3 separate regions of the Zea mays genome follow, and all the other regions are linked to region 1. The links are chromatin contacts, called in public Hi-C maps. All regions are on one chromosome and are shown on one strand. Each heading gives the region's core, a stretch centred on a gene start, on an enhancer-like site or on the middle of the called end of the contact. The rest is flanking DNA. Distances are from core to core; before and after follow the strand shown.

The links. A called contact is a pair of places that touch in the nucleus more often than the background predicts.
Region 2: a Hi-C map of endosperm shows a contact between it and region 1, with 3 times the contacts expected there. The contact joins the promoter of LOC103632716 here to the promoter of LOC103632715 in region 1. A contact is called at or near these places in 3 of 25 Hi-C or Micro-C datasets (bundle sheath, ear and endosperm).
Region 3: a contact with region 1 is called in a Hi-C map of endosperm, with 4 times the contacts expected there. The contact joins the promoter of LOC100501482 here to the promoter of LOC103632715 in region 1. A contact is called at or near these places in 3 of 25 Hi-C or Micro-C datasets (bundle sheath, endosperm and leaf mesophyll).

The regions. Positions count from the first base shown.
Region 1 is chr7:112,407,347-112,411,413 of Zm-B73-REFERENCE-NAM-5.0, forward strand. It overlaps LOC103632715 (probable xyloglucan endotransglucosylase/hydrolase protein 28), which reads right to left and starts at 2,657. Exons shown (of 4, transcript XM_008654459.3): 1 at 2,263-2,657; 2 at 1,939-2,039; 3 at 1,633-1,841; 4 at 360-1,198. The coding sequence starts at 2,485. The coding sequence ends at 703.
Region 2 is chr7:112,563,303-112,567,175 of Zm-B73-REFERENCE-NAM-5.0, forward strand. LOC103632716 (vacuolar iron transporter 1.2-like) reads left to right here and starts at 1,297. Exons shown (of 3, transcript NM_001319724.1): 1 at 1,297-1,709; 2 at 2,545-2,630; 3 at 2,755-3,399. The coding sequence starts at 1,456. The coding sequence ends at 3,170.
Region 3 is chr7:112,625,973-112,629,560 of Zm-B73-REFERENCE-NAM-5.0, forward strand. It overlaps LOC100501482, which reads left to right and starts at 1,271. Exons shown (of 3, transcript NM_001366928.1): 1 at 1,271-3,588. The coding sequence starts at 2,015.

The DNA.
Region 1 (4,067 bases), core at 1,407-3,906:
AGGCAAGCAACGCGGGAATCTCCGTTCGTCGTATCGCTGGGAAAAGGGGATTCTCTTTCCTTCCACCTCCGACAAAGACACAGCCCCCTTCCCTTCCCCAGTCCCCCTATCGAGGCACACGGGCACGCCTCCCCGTTGACGCGCAGCGGCGCAGGGCCATTCATGTGCAAGTTCCCCCCGAGCTAGGCCGCCGCCCGCCGTCGTCGCTCTCATCAACGCAACGCTGTGCTACACTACGCGACGAGCCAGAGGCGTTCAGTGCAGACGGCGGAGCCCCCCCACCTCACGGGTGCCCCGACCGCGAGACCACCGCGGCGCGGCGTCACGAGACAGCGTTTTAACCTTTTAACGCCAGAAGGTAAAGCGCCGCCAGCGAATGGCTTTTCTTCATCAACCACGGCGTCACGAGACAGCGTTTTTTTACCCTTTAACGCTACAAGGTAAAGAGCGGCCAGCGAATGGCTTTTTCTTCATCAACGGCTACGCGGCTGGCAATTGGCGTTGGCACGGACATGGGTCCCACCACAGGCAATAAACACGACCTACTTCCATGGCGCGAATAGTACAATGAGGCGAGCTTTTCCATCCCGGACAATCCCCGCCCAACCCCCCAATCCAATCCAATCCAATCCAATCCAATCCACAGCGTGCAACCATCCCCGCCCCGCCGCCGCGACGTGGCGAGGGGCCAGGGACCGGCGATCACATGACGTCGTCGTCCTGGGCGCCGCCGCGGTGGCCGCGCGCCGCGCCCCGGTGGCGCCGGTGCTGCTTCATCCCGTCGGGGCCAAACATGCGGCCGGGGAGGAGCCCCGCGCCGGCCCCGCACTCCGACAGCGCGACGGGGTACCGCCGCCGGTCGTGGCAGTAGGAGTAGGAGGTGTGGGCGCGCCGGAACGCCGCCATGGCCGAGCGCTGCTCCGCGGACACGGCGAGCGGGGCCAGGCCCAGGCCCGCGCCGCACGACGCCACGGCGTGGTCGGCGGCGGGGTCGACGGCGCAGCCCTGGATGGCGAGGTCGGCGAACTCGGCCACGAACGGCGCGTACTTGTAGTTGACGCGGTACCGGCCGCCCAGCGTGGCCCACGCGGAGCCGTCCCAGATCGTGGCGTACAGGGACATGGGCTTGGACGGGAACGCCGCGCCCATGGCCGCCGTCCGCACCACCTCCCGGATCGGGGTCTCGTCGACGTAGAAACTGCCAATTGGACACGAGCACCAGGAAACAATACTTAAATTTGAATGCAAGAACGTTAGTACTTCTGACATTTCCATTGGATTCCATCACCCTCCCTTTTTATGACAAGAAAATCTTTTAGCTTCTCCTTTTGGACAGTGAGTGAGTCCAAGAGTTGCGCATTTAAACGGGCGCAAAGATCTCGGAAAGGCCCCCCAAATTAGCCGGGGGCACTGGGGCAGAGGTGGCGACGCCAGCAGCAGCAAAAGAGGCAACCAAAAGGACGGCGACTCCCGAGGACTTTGAGCACGGGCAGAGAGACACGGAGAAAGAAAGAGAGACGTTTCCTGTTTCTGCTAAGCCCTTCCACGAAGCGCGCCGAGCATAAGATGAGACACGGAAGAGGAAAACTGCACGGGCGACGGCGAGTGACGCAGGCAAGAAGAAAAACTCACATGATGCGGTCGCTGGTCCAGAGGATGGAGTAGTGGTGGAAGTCGTCGGTGGGGTCGAAGGGGAGGTCGTAGCGCTCCTCCCGGCCGGCGTCGGTGCTGCCGTTGCCGTACACGTTGGTCTGCACCCGCCACTCGCGGCCGCGCACGTTGCCCAGGAACTCGAAGTCCAGCTCGTCGTGCGTCTTCTCGTACACGTCGCCGTTCGACAGCTGCATTTGCATCGTTGGCGAGCGGGGACAAAAATGAGTGAAACGCCTTCTCTTTCAGCACAACATGGCGGACAAGTTTGGCTCACGACCGACTCACGTAGAACGCGACGACGACGCCCGCCGCGTAGTCGGCGGGCAGCTTGATGGCGGCGCTGAAGAAGCCGTGGAGGAAGACGTCCTGCGACGCGAACCCGGCTCCTGGGCGGAGGAAGGCGTGAGGTTTCGCAAACAACACCCAGGCGTTAGCGAAAAATCGCAACGGCGCCCCTCCGCTGCCGCTGCTGCAGTGCCAGCTGGGGACCGATCCGGCAAAAGAAAAGAAAAAAGAAGTGCAATGCGCCCCCCCCCCCCCCCCCCCCCCCGGCTCGGCCAGAAATCACGGAAGGGAGGAGAAACTGAAGGGGGCAGCAGGGCAGCTCACCGGTGGACTCGTCGAGCGTGAGGCGGACGCGCCTACCGTCGCGGAGGAGCGCGAGGTTGGCGCTGCCGAAGATCTGGGTGTACCCCTCGTCGAAGGCGAGCGGGCGCACGCCGTGGAGCGGCGGCGGCGGCCTGGCCTCGCCGCCGCGGGCGCACAGCGCGAGCAGGATCACCGCGAGCGAGAGCGTTGGCAGCAGCAGGGTACACGAGGCGCTGGACGCCATCTCTCTCTCACACACACTCTCGGTCGCTCGCTCCGGCCCTGCACTCTGCTTGCTGTCCTTGTGCGTCCGATGGCCTCCTCAGCCCGGTGCGGCCGGAGACAGTGGGGAGCGGTTTTATTGCGAGCCCTATTGCGACGGACGGACCTCTGCCTCGCATCAGCGCTTTCCCGTGAGGCTGCCTGCCTTTTCCTCCTCGGGCCGTGCGCCTGGCGAGCGCTGTGCCGCTGTTTCATTTCGGAATTCGAAGGCCCAGCTGACGTGGTCGCCCCACCACGGAGGACTGCGGGGCCAACGCCTCCTGGATTCCTGGGGCCCGGCCTGTGCTGACTACTACAACAACAGCCTGACGTACGCAATCCAATCCAAGGGCCAAGGAGCGCTCGGCTCTCTGAGTTTTTTTTTACTGGACGTTACCTATCTGGACGCACGACGCCCCGACTTGAGTGAAGTAACCAGTTAGGTTACGTGCGCAAATATCTGTTTTACTTTTAAGGTCTCACATCTCTATATAAGAAATCTGTACACTCCTTATAATACTGTTGGTGACTTGTTTTTAAATGTTATGAATAAAGAACAAGTCAACATAAAATGTTAAATATTAACGCCCTCGTCTTTCGAAACATTATTTTCCTTAGGATATAATGATCTTCAGACAAAGATCATGAAGGACATACCTTCGAATATCGAAGGTAAGATGGTAATAGAAGAAGCGTGTAAAATACAAAAGATAACATAAACAATCATATAGCATTATAAATTTATCTCCATTATATTATCATAAGAACATAAAAACAATATTGAATTACATTTGGTACCTTCGATTTGATAGACAGCAAAGGAACAAGCGTGATGCAAAAGCAAATACCAAGTCAGCGTGAACAGTACGGGGTACTGTTCATCTATTTATAGGCATGAGACGCAGCCCATGTGAAATTACATTCATGCCCTTTACATTTGCTAATGACTATAAGGTAACTCATCGGGGTCTAAATAGCCTTTTCTCCTTTAAGTCGGTTTTCTTTCCTGCTGTCATGCTGAAGCTCCCTTGCGCGTAGTTTCGGCGCTGCATCAATCTTCGTATTGTTCGTGTTTCTCCCACTGTTGTTCTGATTCAAATCCGAAGGTACCTGTTGAGAGTACCTAGAGGGGGGGTGAATAGGTGATCCTGTAAAACTTAAACTTATAGCCACAAAAACTTGTTAAGGGTTAGCACAATAATTGCCAAGTGGCTAAAGAGGAGATCTTACACAATATGACAATCACAAAGAATTCAACACAGAGAAGACACAGTGATTTATCCCGTGGTTCGGCCAAGTACAAAACTTGCCTACTCCACGTTGTGGCGTCCCAACGGACGAGGGTTGCAATCAACCCCTCTCAAGCGGTCCAAAGACCCACTTGAATACCACGGTGTTTTGCCTTGCTTATCTTTATCCCACTCGTGAGGAATCTCCACAAATTGGAGTCTCTCGCCCTTACACTTAAAGTTCACAAAGAAGCACGGAGTAAGGGAGGGAAGCAACACACACAAATCCACAGCGAAATGCGCACACACACGGCCAAGAATCGAGCTCAAAGACTA
Region 2 (3,873 bases), core at 47-2,546, 150 kb after region 1:
TGACCACTTGTGCTATAATTTGTCACCTAAAGACACGAGGCTTTAGTTTATATACTAATGTATATTAGGCTTGTCCCATATTTATCAAATAAGAAATAAATACGGGTTCAATGCAAATAAAAATAGGATCATGCAAAAACGGATAGAATAAACCCTCTACTGTTTCCGTCCTGTTTCCATATTTTTCCATAAATGCGAAAATGGTCGGGTCAAATGTAGAAAACGGTATGGGCCAGGACGGGATTTTACTCGTCCGTTTTCAACCCTATGTACGATCCCTAGCACATCATGTCTGCCTTGTGGGGCCAGTCAACCTCGGTCATGGGGGACTTCAGCACCGGAGTCACTATAGTGATCCACGCACCAGGAAAGACGGGGCAACACATCATGCCACTACGACACCATCAAACTCGCTACAGGGACCTACATACCGGACAGATGACGCAGTGCGCCACGCCGGAAGTACAGCTACCCACACTCGACCCTACGGACCCCGAGGATACGCTTCAGTACCCAAGGAAGCAGACCTCTCTCTCTAGAGGAAAACATACCACCTATGTAAAGTTCCCTTGAACTATAAAAGGGACGCCCCTCTTTCTTCATACACATGCACAATTTGTGACACTGTCCAGCCAATACTACGATCAACACTACACTGGACTAGGGCGTAAGCCTAAACCAGTATAATTCATCGTATCCCGACGATTCACCATTCAGAGTGATTATTTTTACCAAATTAATTTTTATAGAAGTCGCCTGAAAAGCTGAGCGTTTGTTAGTCCGCAACAGTTTTTGGTGGCGAGAAGCTGAAACAAACATGGCAAAAATCTCTCAAATCATTGGTGTCTAAAAACTGGTGTGGTCATTCTTAAGCTTTCGTTAGTGACTCAGTGAAAACAGGTGGAATCGGTTGAGAAAACATGATATGTTTTTTTGTAGAAGTTTGGTCCCTACACTAAACTTTTTGGATTCTTTTTGTTGTGAAGAAAAAAATGAGTAGAAGCTTGGTCCCTGCACTAAACTTATTTTAAGGCGGAATGTCAAAATTAAAATGACATCTAGAATGGATTTTTTAGGGATCTGAAACATGTTTTTATAAAAAAAATTCTAAAAAATATGAAGTCAGGTGCGAAAGAGAAACCAGACATTCACACTGGTTTGAATCTTTGTGAAGCCACAGCCACCCACTCCAAAACCACAAAAGCAACATCGACTACCACCCCATGTCCAAGTTGGTCATTTCCGCCCGAGCTAGCTAACCCCTATAAATGCCCCTCCCAGCTCAGCGTTCGCCTCACCAACAGAAAACCTCGCAGCTAGCAGCAAGATCTTAGCACAAACACCACAGCCCACAGGCTGATTAATCACTCCAAGACTAATCAAACGAACGCTTAGCTAATAGCGCGCGATCTTTTTTCCCCCTCCCCCTCTTGAGTCTTGAGCGTGCGAGAAGAGATGGCGCTGAACGGCGGCAAGACGACGTTGGTGCAGGACGAGGAGAAGCAGCAGCTTCTGCTGGAGAAGCACACCGAGAAGCACTTCACAGCGGGCGAGGTGGTCCGGGACATCATCATCGGCGTCTCCGACGGCCTCACCGTGCCCTTCGCGCTCGCCGCGGGGCTGTCCGGCGCCAACGCCTCCTCCGCGCTCGTGCTCACCGCGGGGCTCGCCGAGGTCGCCGCCGGCGCCATCTCCATGGGGCTCGGAGGGTAAGCTTCGCATGGATCCCCATTCTCTTCCGCGCATGCATGCTCCATCCGAGACCGCATCTCTCTCTCTCTCGATTTGCTTCTTCAGTTCACTGGTGCCGCGGTGCGGTCAGCAACCCGACATGCGTATTAGCATAACTGATGGCTGGTGCTGAGCTCATCTTGGCTTCACATGCCCTTGTTTCTTCCCAACGTTACAGATCGTGCATGCAGCTGTTGGTTTCAGTTTCGTATTCTTCTGCGCATTACAGCGCGTTTATGCAAACGTAATCAGTTGCTAATTAAAACTCCTGATCGCCAGTTAATTAATTTATAAAAGGGCGTTTCTCATGCTCGGAAACATTTTCCGATGGATACTCGTTACATGCATAACACACTCTCTGAAATTTGAAGTACTTTTGGGCCTCCGGACACGTCTGAAAGTGTGTGTTTTTGGTATCGAAATGTATATATGACGACTCAGTACAAACATGACTAAACATAGCTAGACGTTTGTAAATACAATACTTCTCTTCCAGAAGCATAAGTTCTATAAGGCAAACTAGCGTCATATTTCTTCCACAGGAAGAAAAAAAATCCACAGATGCAATTACTGCTCTCTGCAGTGCAGCACTCTGGTCACTGGTCAGGAAAGAGACAAGAATTCAGAAAAATTGCGATCCAAAATTGCGAACTGCTATTTTATTCATTTGTTTGTTTGTGTTTCCAACAGCTTGTGGGCCTGCACTCACGCAATTCGGCCCGCACGAATCTGACCCAAATAAATGACGTTTGAGCCCAGCTACCCACCCACCAAAACTAACCTCTTCAGTTGCTGTGCTGTGCGTGCGTTCAGGTACCTGGCGGCGAAGAGCGAGGCTGACCACTACAACCGGGAGCTGCAGCGCGAGCAGGACGAGATCGACACCGTCCCCGACGTCGGTAAGCAAACGCAACCGCCCGCGACGAGCTCACCTTCTTCTCTTCAGACGGCTAATGCATATGTAGTAAGGTCGTCTGACCATCGCCTCGTCCGTCCTGTACATTTCGCATGCAAATAATGCAGAGGCCGCCGAGATCGCCGACATCCTGTCGCAGTACGGGCTGGGCCCGGAGGAGTACGGCCCCGTGGTGACCTCCCTCCGCAACAACCCCAAGGCGTGGCTGGAGTTCATGATGAAGTTCGAGCTCGGGCTGGAGAGGCCTGAGCCCCGGCGCGCGCTGGTGAGCGCCGCCACCATCGCGCTGTCCTACGTCGCGGGCGGGCTGGTGCCGCTGCTCCCCTACATGTTCGTGCCGGAGGCCGCGCGCGCCATGGCCGTGTCCGTCGCCGTGACGCTCGCGGCGCTGCTCTTCTTCGGCTTCGTCAAGGGCCGCTTCACGGGCGACCGCCCCTTCTTCAGCGCCGTCCAGACCACCGTCGTCGGCGCGCTCGCCTCCGCCGCCGCCTTCGCCATGGCCAGGGCCGTGCAGTCCATATGAAGACTGGTGTGATGCAGCAAAAATAGTGAAGCAGGCCGGTCGCCGCATGCCCCATATCAATCATCACCGGCCGGCTAGGTTGGCGAGGGAAAATAAGTGCAGCTCTATATGCATACGTGGCTACGGTCACTGCTTCTTTGTTTGATGGCTGCGTGGTGTACTATTGTCAGATGTGGATTATTATTTAGGTCAAGTCGATTCCAAACTGTGACCCGCTGGGCTTTGGATCCATTTGTTTTTATCTATCTACTGGTAAATTAAATGACTGATGTTGGGCTGTGTAATTCGGCAACCGGAGGCCCAAACTGGGTTCCGCTTTGGGCTTTGCCTCTATTTTCTCCTCAACTACTACTACTACCTAGTAGTACACCTAGCAAGGATTTCTAGAAGCGTGTTCCTAACTGCCCTGTAAATCCTTCTCGAAAGAAAAAACTTCCCCGCAAATCTGCTGATAATAAGATAATGTAATAGGACATCTGATTCTGTCTTCTCAAGTTCACCGAGAGGCAACGCCGAGTAAAAAAAAAGAAAAAAGGGGATCGAAACCTCGTGCTGATTGAGTGGGCAACTGGCCGGCCATTGCAAAGGTGGAAGTAAAGAAAATAAAAGTTGGGAGGTAAAATCTGCTGATGCAACAGAAACAAAAGGACCAGTAGGCCAATTGTTGGCAGCAGCCTTTTTTCATCAGGTTGTAAATTTGTAA
Region 3 (3,588 bases), core at 21-2,520, 220 kb after region 1:
TAGCCGTCCAGGCCGGCTAAACCCAAGCTCCCGACGGGCCCCTGCCACAGGGAAGAAAAAAAACCCTCTCTTTCTTCCTGCCCGGGGGGAGCGACAGCTGGGCCGCGGCACGTGCCGCGGCGCCCTTCCCGGGCGACACGTAGGCGGCCGCACGTGCGCGGGAGCGGCGATCTCACACGGCCGACGCGGGCGGATATTTTCCCACGCGGGCTGCCCCGGCCGCCCGATGGGGATCGGACGGCGCGAGAGGGTCCGGAAGTGGATAGGGCTCAGCGCGGCGTGGTCCCCTTTTTCGCTCGCCTTGGCACTGGCAGGCAGATGCAGATCGTGGGAACTCACGCTTCCAGCTAGCTCCCCCTGTACTGCGCTGTCTCTGCGTGTGAACAACCCAACTTTTTTTTTCACGGTGGTCCCTCGGCCTCCTGTTATTCACATGCCGATCGAGGCGGATCGGGGGGCAAAAAAAATAAAAAAATAAAAAAATAAAAACTCCTGCGCTGCAGGCACAGGATTTGTTTAGGAGCGATTGATTCCTTGTCCAGTTTTTAGCAGTGCGCGGATGGGGCGGCGGCGGACGGGCTTAAGAGTTGCTGGCTGGCAGGAGAAAAAACAACGCGTCATTATCCAGTCCTTTCTTGGAAAAACAATTGAAGTCAAAAGATCGCATGTATGTGCAGGCGTGCAGCTACGAACGGAAATAAATAAATAAATAAATAAATAAATTGGAGACGGAGCAGGCGGGCGACAGATAAGACTCCAGGTTTCGCAAGGAACGCTTCCGTCCCGTTCCTGCTTGCCTTGGTAGAGAGTCCGGAGGAACAAATCCCCACCTCCCCCAACACGCTCTTTGAGCGACCAAAACGTGTGCTCGCTATCTAAAAACCAGCAAACAGGATAACGCTTTCGTTCGAGGCAGCAGCATACCATAATCGTGATCCGAACAGCTGCTGGGCGGGTGGGTGGGCGTGGGCAGCAGGACAGGACGGCAGGCAGAGGGCAAGCGGCCACCCAAGCGATAAACAACAAGAACACAGGGTTGTTTCCAGCAAATCGCCCGAGTTGTATTACTAGTATTTTATTCGGCGCGTCTCCATCGCGAGGCCACTCGGCTCGGCTGCTCGGCTCCGGATCGGCGTCTCTGCTACTAAACTAAAATAAAATAAAACGCTAAAGCTTATCGCAACTCGTTCTCTCGGCTGCTGCTCCTGCTGCTTGCTACTTAAACAAACACATCTCAGCGTCTCTTGCGATCGCTCAAGAGCCACCACCACCAGTCCACCACGCCCCCTGCACGCGACCCGAGGCCAAGAATCGCTTCCGTTCCGCGCCGCCTCCTATATCCAGCGAGCGGCGCTGCCAGCCCACGCCTCGCTCGAATCCCTCCTCCTTCCTGGAAACGGGGTTTGCTTTCCCTGCCCCGCCAAATCCTTTCTTCTCCATCCAGCCGGTTCCTACCCATCCTGCCGGCTGCGGCTGCGGCAGCGGCTGCCTGGCGCTGCCGTGCGTTGCAGAGCGAGGGCGAGGCGGAGGTGGCCAAATGCCGGTCCAGGACCGGGTCGTCGTCGTCGGCGAGCGCGCGAGACTCTGTCTCCCCCCTGCCGCCGGTCTGTCGAGGTGTGGTAGTGGTAGTGGCCGTCCCAGCTGGAGCACCTGAGACGTCGTTGCTCGGTCGTCCGGATTGATTTCGGCCGAAAGCTGCTTGTGGGTTTTTTTTTCCGGAAAGGGAGGGAGGGAGGGAGGGCAGCCTTTTCGGTTTTCTGATTGTTACTAGTTGCTCTGCGGATTCGATTCCCTTGCCGAGATTTATCTCTTCGCCGCCGGAGACTGGTGGACAGCAGATCCTCTTCCATCTCCGCCGGCCGTTCATTCTTAAGCTGCCTGCGAAGCTTTTTCTTGAGACCCTCTCCAGAGTACTGTTCGCCGGATCTTGGTTTGGAGGGCGAGCGGTGAAAGATCGAATCCTTGTTTGGAGGTTCAGCGGCAGGCAGCTCGCTGTGACGTCGCCCGTGCGGGCATGGTGTCCAGATCCTACTCGAACCTCCTGGAGCTCGCCGCCGGCGGCAGCGGCGGCGAGCCGCTGCCGTCGCTGGGGCGCCGCCGGATACCGCGCGTCGTGACGGCCTCCGGCATTGTGCCGGACCTCGACGTCTCCGACGCCGCCTCCGCCGCCGACCAGTCCTCCCACGCGCCGCGGGAGCGCGTCATCATCGTCGCCAACCAGCTCCCCGTCCGCGCCTCCCGCCGCGCCGCCGCCGGCGCCGGCGGCGGCGGGTGGGACTTCGCGTGGGACCAGGACAGCCTCCTCCTGCAGGTCAAGGACAGCCTCCGCGCGCACCACGGCCGCGCGGACGTGGAGTTCGTCTACGTCGGCGGCCTCCGCGACGACGTGCCCCCAGCCGAGCACGACCAGGTCGCGCACGACCTCCTCGAGGGCTTCCGCTGCGTTCCCACCTTCCTGCCCGCCGACCTCCGCTCCCGCTTCTACCACGGCTTCTGCAAGCAGCAGCTCTGGCCACTGTTCCATTACATGCTGCCACTGTCGCCGGAGCTAGGCGGCCGCTTCGACCGCCTCCTCTGGCAGGCCTACGTGTCGGTCAACAAGATCTTCGCCGACAAGATCCTGGAGGTGATCAGCCCCGACGAAGACTTCGTCTGGGTGCACGATTACCATCTCATGGTGCTCCCCACATTCCTGCGGAAGCGCTTCAACCGGGTCAAGCTCGGGTTCTTCCTCCATAGCCCCTTCCCGTCGTCGGAGATCTACAAGACCCTGCCTGTGCGTGAGGAGCTGCTCCGGTCGCTGCTGAACGCCGATCTGATTGGCTTCCACACTTTTGATTATGCCAGACACTTCTTGTCGTGCTGCAGCAGGATGCTCGGGCTCAAGTATGAGTCGCAGAGGGGCTACATTGCTCTGGAGTACTATGGCCGGACAGTTACTATCAAGATCTTGCCTGTGGGAGTACACTTGGAGCAGCTACGGTCAGTCCTCAACCTCCCGGAGCTTGGGGTCAAGGTGGCCGAGCTTCTGAAACAGTTCTGTCATCGGAACCGTCTGCTGTTGCTTGGTGTTGATGACATGGATATCTTCAAAGGAATTAGCTTGAAGCTTTTGGCGTTTGAGCAGCTCCTAATGCAGCATCCGGAGTGGCGGGGAAGGGTGGTGCTTGTTCAGATCGCCAATCCAGCAAGGGGGCGGGGAAAGGATGTGAGGGAGGTACAGGAAGAGAGCGATGCAATGGTGAGGCGCATCAACGACGCGTTCGGGCAGCCAGGTTACCAGCCGGTGATACTGATCGACCAGCCTCTGCAGTTCTATGAGAGGATGGCTTACTATGTCGTCGCGGAGTGCTGTTTGGTCACTGCAGTGAGGGACGGGATGAACCTGATCCCATACGAGTACGTAATTGCTCGACAAGGGAATGAGAGGATAGATAGTATTCTAGGCCTTGGTCCGGCTTCAAGGAAGAAGAGCATGCTTGTCGTGTCAGAGTTCATCGGCTGCTCGCCCTCCCTGAGCGGCGCTATCCGTGTGAACCCTTGGAACATCGATTCAGTAGCCGACGCAATGGACTACGCGCTGGAGAT